Regions from separate parts of the Mus musculus genome. Here region 1 is linked to region 2. A link is a contact called in public capture Hi-C data. All regions are on one chromosome and are shown on one strand. Each heading gives the region's core, a stretch centred on a gene start, on an enhancer-like site or on the middle of the called end of the contact. The rest is flanking DNA. Distances are from core to core; before and after follow the strand shown. Region 1 holds the start of Prss50 (protease, serine 50). Region 2 holds the start of Pth1r (parathyroid hormone 1 receptor).

Evidence for each region. Capture Hi-C pulls out chosen DNA fragments and counts their contacts.
Region 1: a contact with region 2 is called in a capture Hi-C map of macrophages, with 4 times the contacts expected there. The contact joins the promoter of Prss50 here to the promoter of Pth1r in region 2. A contact is called at or near these places in 20 of 39 promoter capture datasets (the 3T3-L1 cell line, the C10 cell line, the HPC-7 cell line and 10 more), 9 of 484 Hi-C or Micro-C datasets (the AML12 cell line, the G1E-ER4 cell line, Th1 cells and 3 more), 5 of 115 datasets of contacts at active chromatin or transcription factors (bone marrow-derived macrophages, embryonic stem cells, fetal liver and 2 more) and 6 of 9 other capture datasets (adipose tissue, bone marrow-derived macrophages, embryonic stem cells and 3 more).

The regions. Positions count from the first base shown.
Region 1 is chr9:110,856,193-110,860,485 of GRCm38.p6, reverse strand. It overlaps Prss50 (protease, serine 50), which reads right to left and starts at 2,519. Exons shown (of 5, transcript NM_146227.4): 1 at 2,027-2,519. The coding sequence starts at 2,495. Prss46 (protease, serine 46) reads right to left here. Exons shown (of 5, transcript NM_183103.2): 5 at 3,964-4,293. The coding sequence ends at 4,232.
Region 2 is chr9:110,740,754-110,744,758 of GRCm38.p6, reverse strand. It overlaps Pth1r (parathyroid hormone 1 receptor), which reads left to right and starts at 2,149. Exons shown (of 14, transcript NM_001083936.1): 1 at 2,149-2,533. The coding sequence starts at 2,459. Gm35775 (a long non-coding RNA gene) reads left to right here and starts at 2,957. Exons shown (of 2, transcript XR_379891.3): 1 at 2,957-4,005.

The sequences.
Region 1 (4,293 bases), core at 1,270-3,769, 120 kb before region 2:
GAGTTCCAGGACAGCCAGGGCTAAGCAGAGAAACCCTGTTTCAAAAGAAAGAAAGAAAGAAAGAAAGAAAGAAAGAAAGAAAGAAAGAAAGGAAGGAAGGAAGGAAGGAAGGAAGGAAGGAAGGAAGAAAGAAAGAAAGAAAGAAAGAAAGAAAGAAAGAAAGAAAGAAAGAAAGAAAAGAAAAGAAAAGAAAAGAAAAGAGAGAGAAAAGAAAAGAGAAAAAAGAGAGAGGAGAGAAGAGAAGAGAAGAGAAGAGAAGAGAAGAGAAGAGAAGAGAAGGAAGAGAGGAGAGGAAAAGAGAGGAGAGGAGAGGAGAGGAGAGGAGAGGAGAGGAGAGGAGAGGAGAGGAGAGGAGAGGAGAGGAGCAGAGCAGAGCACTAGGTGCTCTCCCAAGCAGAAGCAGAGGAGTTGGGTTCCCAGCATGCACCTGGTGGCTCACAACCATACATAGCTCCATTTGAGGGAATATGGTATCCTCTTCTGGCTTGTAGAGGTACCAGTCACATAGGTAGTACAGATACATGCATGCAAAGTACTATATGCATAAAAATAAAAGAAATTGAAGATAACCATATCTAGCTGCCCAGTTATTTCCACTTAAGTATGTTCTAAACAAATCAGTGGATTGTGAAACCAAGTAAATGGGCCATGGCTGGCATGTTTATGTAATTTTTATGTATTTATCTGTTCATTTGTAGTGCTGGATGGGATTAGAGCCTGGTGCTATTCATGTGTGGATGGGTTTACACACACTCCTGTGTGCAAGTGGAGGCCAGAGGAGGATTTCCAGTGTCCTCGTTGTTCTGTTAGTCTCTTGATAAAGCATCTCTCACTGAACCAGAAGCTAGACAGGCAGCTTTCTCAGCAGGGTGCTGGGGTCCCTGCAATCTAATGTCTCTGCTCCCCATTCCCCTATGCCTGTTCCCAAAATGCTGAGTTACTGGAGCATGGGACCACACCCACTCATAGGCCTTAAACTCAGGCCCTCCTGTTTGCATGGTAAGAGCTCTCTTACCCACTGAGTGATTATCTCCCCCAGCCCACCACAGCATTTAAAAAGATACTCAGCCAAGGGACTATCAGCATGTGCCACACACAGTACCTTGATGCACCCTGCTATACTTTCTGAGGCAGTTAAAGCGGCTGCCTTGAATGCTAGGATAATAACTATCTCTTATGTGGGTCTCAACCACAGACAATTGTTTATGTGAAAGTATACTGGTTAAGTTTAATTGCCAGCTTGACACATGGGAAAGAAAAGCCTACACTGATAAATTGTCTAAATGAGATTGGCCTATGGGTAATTCGTTGGGGGCGGGGTGAGGGTTGTCTTGATTATTAATTATGCTGGATGGCACAGCCCTCTGTGGAGTGGCACTATCCCTAGGCAGGTGGGCCTGGGCTATATGAGAAATCAAGCTAAGCACGGTCCCGTGAGTGAGTGTGACAGCAAGCAGCCCTCCTCCATAGTTTCTGCTCCAGGTTCTCACCCTGGCTTTCCTCAGTGATGGACTGTGACCTGGAAACTTAAGGAAAATAAAGTCCCCACCCCCAAGTGGCTCTATCACACCAAACAGCAAGAAAATTAAAACACCAGGTGTGCTCTGCAGACCCCACAAGAAGTCTCACACAGGCCTCTTGGAGTTACACTGTGGGTTCCCGGATGGAAACCTGAGACAGGGGCAAGCTAGATCAAAGGAGGACCTGCAGTGGCCAGAGAGGCATCTGGCCAGCAGCCAGCTCTGAGTACCCCGACAGCACCCCCAAACTCAGCATTTCCAGCACGAGCTTTGACTTTCCTCAGCCTGCCCCCATCACCAGGATGGAAGGCCCATAAGCAAAGGACCCTGAAGGCAGGCCCAAGGCCTGGCCCACCCCACATGCTCAATAAACACTTGTACAGGGACGTTCCCTTCTGCTTTTCCTTCTATCTACTCTTCCTTTGGGTCCTTGATACCTCGACCCTTTGACCCTAGAGATCAAAAAATCCGTCAGAATTCCCTGACCTCCCCTGCCCAGTACTCACAGGGGAGGTTGCTGGAATGAACCGTCTTAAGAACGGACCCAGTAGTGTCCATCATGCCGAGAGTCCCCACCGTTTTCAGTGGAGCCATGGTCTGTGAGTTCGGTGGAGCCGTCGTGGTCTGGTTAGTCTGGGCTTGCCGAGGAAGGCGAAGCCTGCCTGAGGGACAGATGCCTCTGGAGCCACAGGAGACCCCGGGTCCGGTCGGGACGGTGGTGGACAGCGTCCCCGGGGATGCTCCTGCGGCCAAGTAGCCTGTGGAAGGTCTCCAGCGAGTCAGAGGTGGCCGCGGGTGGGCGTGCCGGGGAGGGCGTCGGGGGCGGATGCGCTCACCTGCCGGCCGCCGAGGCAGGAGCAGCAGCAGCAGCAGCAACAGCAGGAGAAGGGCGCGGGAGCGGGAGCGGGAAGCCCCAGGCACACGGGGACCCTGAGGGCCCTGCCCACGGACCTCTGCCCCGCACCAGGGCTCCATTGCGCCGCTAGGTTCCTCCACAATGGCGCCCTCCATCGGGCGCCTCATGGTGCGCTGGTGCCCAGCCTGCGTGGCGCCCCCTAGATGCCATTCGCTGGGGCGCTCCCGCTAAAGGCGCGCAAGGAGTGTCTGCCTTGTGTCTTTCCTCAGACTCCTGGGCCCTTTCTCTGGGTCCCTATGCCTCGCCTCAGCTAATTTCTAAGCTTCCGTGCTTTCTCCACCAGCAGCCGCAGCAGCGAGAGGAAGGCCATCCCCGACGTGTCGATACCCCTACCCTCCTCTGCCGGCATCCATGCCTTCCTCCTTGAATGCTAACAGCGCAGGCCGTTGTCTCAGGGCACTGATGAAGCAAAGTAATGTGTTCGTTAGGCTGGTCTCGAACTCACAGCAATTCTACCTTGGCCTCCCAAGTGCTGGGAAATAGGTATGAGTCGCCAAGCTTGGCTTCAATGACAATTTTTAAAGGCTGAAATATTTGAAGCAATGTGCTCTCTAGAGCCACTTACTCGCAGTGGGAGCCATAAGGGAGAAGTGCAGTGTCCATCGGTCAACGGTGAGAATAGGAGTTCACTATGTTTGGGCTTTTGAGGAACATGTTAATGACTCAGCAACATAGTTAATAACATTTAAAAAGTAATGTACTCAACTCCTGGGAGCCTTGGTGCAAGGAATTGTATATTTTTAGCTTAAGAGACAAAGTCTGTTCTTATCAAGGTCTTGGTTCTTGGGAGAGACACCTGAGCAGACGATTTCATGTTCCTATCTGGGAGAACAAAAGCAATCACTGCTGCCACATTTCTGCTTCCTGGTGGAGGAAGGGGAACTGTCGCTCTTAGCCAGCAGACCCGAGGTCACTGATGGAGTCACTGAAGCACACCAGGAGGCCCGGATACAGTCACTTCACAATCTCCAAGCAGGGACCTACATCACTCACCCCTGCCAGCAACAGAGGAGGAACTGGCTGGGATCAGGAACCCCCCCCCCCCTCAGGGGAAAGTTAGGGGTTGGCAGAGACATGAAGGCAGCAGAACACAGATGGTAGAGTCAAGTCTCTCATCTGACCTTAGGAAGTCTCCTAGAAGGAAGTTAGTTCTTACAGGAAGACACAGGGAGGGGGCCTTGGGAATATGGGAGCCACTGAACTGCTAGGTTCACAGAGCAGGGACTTCAAGTCCCAGTCAGCAAGAGTGAAAGCTACAGGCTGGATAGCTGTACCAGTGGTTAAAAGTGTGTGCTGCTCTTTCAGAAGACCTGAGTTTGATTCCCAGGAGCCACACCTGATGGCCCATAACCACTTGCTACTCCAGCTCTAGGGGAAATCTGCCACTCTTGCCCCCATGCACGCACATAAATGTAATTTTTAAAAAAAAAAAAAAAAAGAGGAAATTCTAAGGGAAACAAGGGAACAACCTCCAGGATCGCACAACGCACCTCTGACAGACGTGGAGTAAGAATATCAGAGAAGGCACAGCTTGAGAAACAGTCAAGTTTTATGAGGGAGGTGCTCTAAAGGGTTTTGGTCAAAGTCAAGAACATGGTAACTTCAGATGGCTCAAAAAGGTTCAAGAGCATCTTCATTGAACAACTGGGGAACAAAACCCACAGTGGGTCAAGGACCCTTCCCCAAGTCCCTCTGTCCTGAAGTCCTGTTCAGCCTCCGGTGTCCACGTCTTCTGAGGGCGGAGCAGAGAGGAGGGAAAAGTAGCCTCTGGGAGTGGCTGTTATAGAAACACAGCTCACAAGAGCCACAGGGAGCCCAAGGATACCAGCAGAATGTAGCCAGTGAGGATGAATGGGC
Region 2 (4,005 bases), core at 900-3,399:
GAGTCCTAGTGGGCAGGACACACAATTGGTAAGTGACCAAGCAAGGATGCCATTTAACCTGGTGGTATTTTCAGGTCACCACGCTTAAAATGGCTTCCTTCAACAGGCCTTCCGTTAGCTCTCTGTTTAAGCATTCTCGACTTTCTCTGATACCTGATGCTCAGGGAGATGGTAGGCTTGGAAGTCCAAAGTCTAGAACTCTGGTGTCCAGCGTGGAGTCCATAAACTCCATTCCCATCACGAGCTCCCATCTCTCTCACTTTCCCCAAGTCAAGAGTCTCAAGACAGCCACCAGCATTTGGAGGATAACATGATGGAGGGAGGTGAAGAACAAGAATAGGTGTCCTAGCTGAACCCGAGTCTTGTAGTCTCGAATTGCCCGAATTGGGGCTAGATCGAAGAACCAGGGATGCCTAGAAAGCAGCTGAATAGGTTGAGACATCTTAAAATACCTGGAATGGAAAAGGAACCCCTCTAAACCGGGAGTCCAACGAAGGTCCAGACCAAGGAGCACCACCAGAGTCTCCGATCCGCTAGACCCCAGGACTAGGAGTGGGACAGGGGATGAAGGACCAGTCTAGGGCGGGGCAGGACTCGAGGGCGTTGGCTGCATAGCCTGGTTCTAGCTGGAGGCGGAGCAGCTTCCCCAGGGTCCCCACATAGCCAGACCAGGAACCCCATGGGTACACGGGCAGCGCCGCGGCCCACGGCGCGAGAAATACCAGGAGGCTTCCCCAGTGGCTCCTCTCGTGTGGCCGCCCGCTCATCAGCAAGGGCCGGAAGATCGGGGTAGTGGGTGGGTGGTCTGTGCTTTCCCAAAGGAAAGAATAAAGCAAAAGCGAGACAACGTCCCAGCCACGGTTCTCAGGTCCCGATGTCAGAGCTCCCTAGACTGCGTCCCCGCAACACTTATCCTTCTGCTGAAAGACCCGGGGCAGGGTCTCTGGAGAGATGTCCCGGGATGGGGGACAGCGGGCTCGGCTCTGTCCTGCACACACCCGCCTGAGAGGCAGTGGCGGGGGCAGGGGCGGAGGAGGCCCGGGGAGGGCGCGGAGGGGGGGGGGAAGAGGCTCCGGGCCGTGGGGGGAGGGGAGCAGCAGACGCCGAGGCGAGGGACGCGCAAGGCGGGCGGCGTCTCGGAGCAGCGGCCGGGCGGGGGGCTCTGGAGGCCAGGCAGGCCAGGGGGGGATCCCGAGAGCTCCATGAAGTCCCCCCGGGGCTGCGGACGGGGCGCTGGCTTGGGGAGGCTGTCGGGGGGGCCCCGACATTCATGGCAAGGCGGGGGCCGCGGCGGCGAGCTCGGAGTAAGTCGGGGCTTGGGGGATGGGGGTGGGGGGTCGGGCGCGCGGGGCGCGGGAGGCCGGAGTCGGGCAGGAGGGGACTCGGGGCCCGGCCAGGGCGGGCCCGGCTGCCCCGTCTCCGTGTCAGTCTGCGGCGCCTCCTCGGAGCCCTGTGGAGTCGCCAGCCCCGCTGCCGCTCAGTTCGGTGGCTTTTTTGGAAACTTGCAAATGTTTTCGTAGAGGAGGGGAGGGGGGAGCGAGGGAGTGACCGAAACCGAGCTTGGGGCCGTTGGAATAGCAGAGGCCAAAGCCGGGGAGCGCGGGGAGGGTGGGTGGTGGGTGGACGGTAGCAAAGGACCGACTGACAAGCAGACAGGCAGCCTCAGCGTCGGGGCAGCAGAAACGCCCGTGCCGCTCGGGCGCACGCAGCGCGGGTTCGGAAGATGGGAAATGGGGTGCAGGGGGTGAGCAACAAGGTCACGGGGGTCCAGACTGAGACGGGGAGCCGGCCACGATGCCGCGGGAGAGCCGGGAGCTGGCGGCAGAAACGCCGAAGGGCTCAGTGTGGTTGCAAAAGTCAGGATGGCATCCCCTAGTTGCACGCCCCGCGCAACTCAAAACGCGCCCCCTGCCCCGCCCCGACTCCCCTGTTGCCCACTGCCGCGGAGCTAAAAATAACAGCCTGGTCGCCCCCCGCAGACCGCGACCCCGACCCCTCCCCCGCCCCTCCCCCACTGGGCGTGGAGCGAAGCCACGGCTCCCAGTTCCCCCAAAGAGGGGGGAGAAAAAAGACAGAGAGAAAGAAAGAAAGAAAAGGCGGCGCGGGAGGGGAGCGGGGGGCGGGCCGGGGGCGGGGGGCCCAGCCATATGGATGTGATTTCTCCGCTCCGAGGCAGACAGGCCGCTCAGCAGCGCTCGGCGCCCGCCCGCCGCCCGCCCGGCCTCAGGCTGCCTCCCTCCCTCCGCCCTCCCTCTCTCCATTGCGCCGGTTCGTTCTCTCGCTCGCCCTCGGCGAATGGGCCCCGCGTCGGGCTCCGGGGCCTCCGGCCGCCCGGACGCCGGGGTCCCCTAGGCCGGGGCGTGGGCGGGGCGGCCCGGCCTGACGCAGCTCTGCACCCTCCAACCATCACCAGGGCCGGCGGCGGCTGCCCCGAGGGACGCGGCCCTAGGCGGTGGCGATGGGGACCGCCCGGATCGCACCCAGCCTGGCGCTCCTTCTCTGCTGCCCAGTGCTCAGCTCCGCATATGCGCTGGTAAGTCTCTCTCCGTCCACACTCCAACACAGGACTCCTGGAATTGCTTTGGGGTTCCTGGGACGAGTGTAGGCACAAATTCTTGGGCTCTCCTTATAGTCTGAACTTTGGGATGGGACCTCCGAGCCCCCACCCCCCCAGCCATGAACCAGGAACCCTGGTGTCTGCTCTGTTTGGGGTGTCTTACCGTAGGTTCCAGATGCCTGAAGTTTCCCCACTTCTGAAGACTTGGCTTGGGGTCCTGGGTCTGGAAACCTGTGGTTGGAGTTCCCCTACACCATGCTTCTGTGAGCATATGGCTCTGGTCGTATGTATCTTTTTCAGTGGTAACTGTGCGATTCAGCGGGTTCTGGGTGTGGAGTATCACACACTGCGCTGGGGGCGGGGGGAGCTCCGTTTTTGCAAGTTTTGTTTGCACCCGGTGCTCAAAGCTGTGTGCAAGAAGTCAGAAATCACTTAGACTTGAGGGTAGGATTTAGAGCCCTCCTCAGTTCTCTGGATCCTACAGATGCACAGATGTATGCATGAATGGGACCGCTTTACCCAAAGTGGAAATCGGTTTGCCCAGGGAGGTGGGTGTGGTACAGAGGTCTTCCAAAAGACACTGATCTCATAGCACACCTTGCAGAAGATATGTGCTGTGGGACATGAGTGTGCTGATCTTTGGGGGGTACTGTGCGTGGTCTGAGGGTGAATACCAAGAAACAGACTAGTGGAGAGGGCCAGACAGACAAAGAAAGGGGTTAGGATGAGAGCTCTGGACCCCAGCGGAAAGAGACTCAGAACAGAAGACAACTAGAAAGCTGGAACTCGACCTCATCTTGGGCTAGGGTCTGTTAGCCATTTCTCAGAGAGGGGAGATTTTCTGTCCTCTCATTCCCTTAGTGGTCCCATCCCAAGTGCCTAACCTATTCTTGAATCAGTTTTTGTGCCTGACTTTGAGGTCTTGTTGCCCCCCACCCCGTACTCCACCCCTGACCAAGGTCTAGAGAGACAGAGCAAGTAGCTTCCTTCATAGGACAGTCCGGAGGTGCTCCGGACACGGGGGAGAGAGCTATTTGCTGAACTTTCCTCAGTGACTTCTGTGTGTGTACACATATATGTGCATGTGTCTCACATTCGAGGACACAGGAGCTGTGGGGCTCCCCCAGCTCAGCCTACAGCTGTGTGACCTTCGACTCTCTTTCTGCACACCTCAGTTGCCCATCTGTGAACAGAGAGCACGAGAGAAACATTTGCCTGACACCCTAGCAGTTTGATGTCCTCCTCCTGTGCCCATAGCCTCGATTCTAGTCCAGCAAAGGACAATCAAAGCCAGAGACTGTTCAGGAGGTGCTCCGGACACGGGGGAGAGAGCTATTTGCTGAACTTCCCTCAGTGACTTCTGTGTGTGTACACATATATGTGCATGTGGCTGTTGGGTACAATATCCTTCCTCAGTGTGTGCCTGAATGTTTATCGGCACAAGGCTT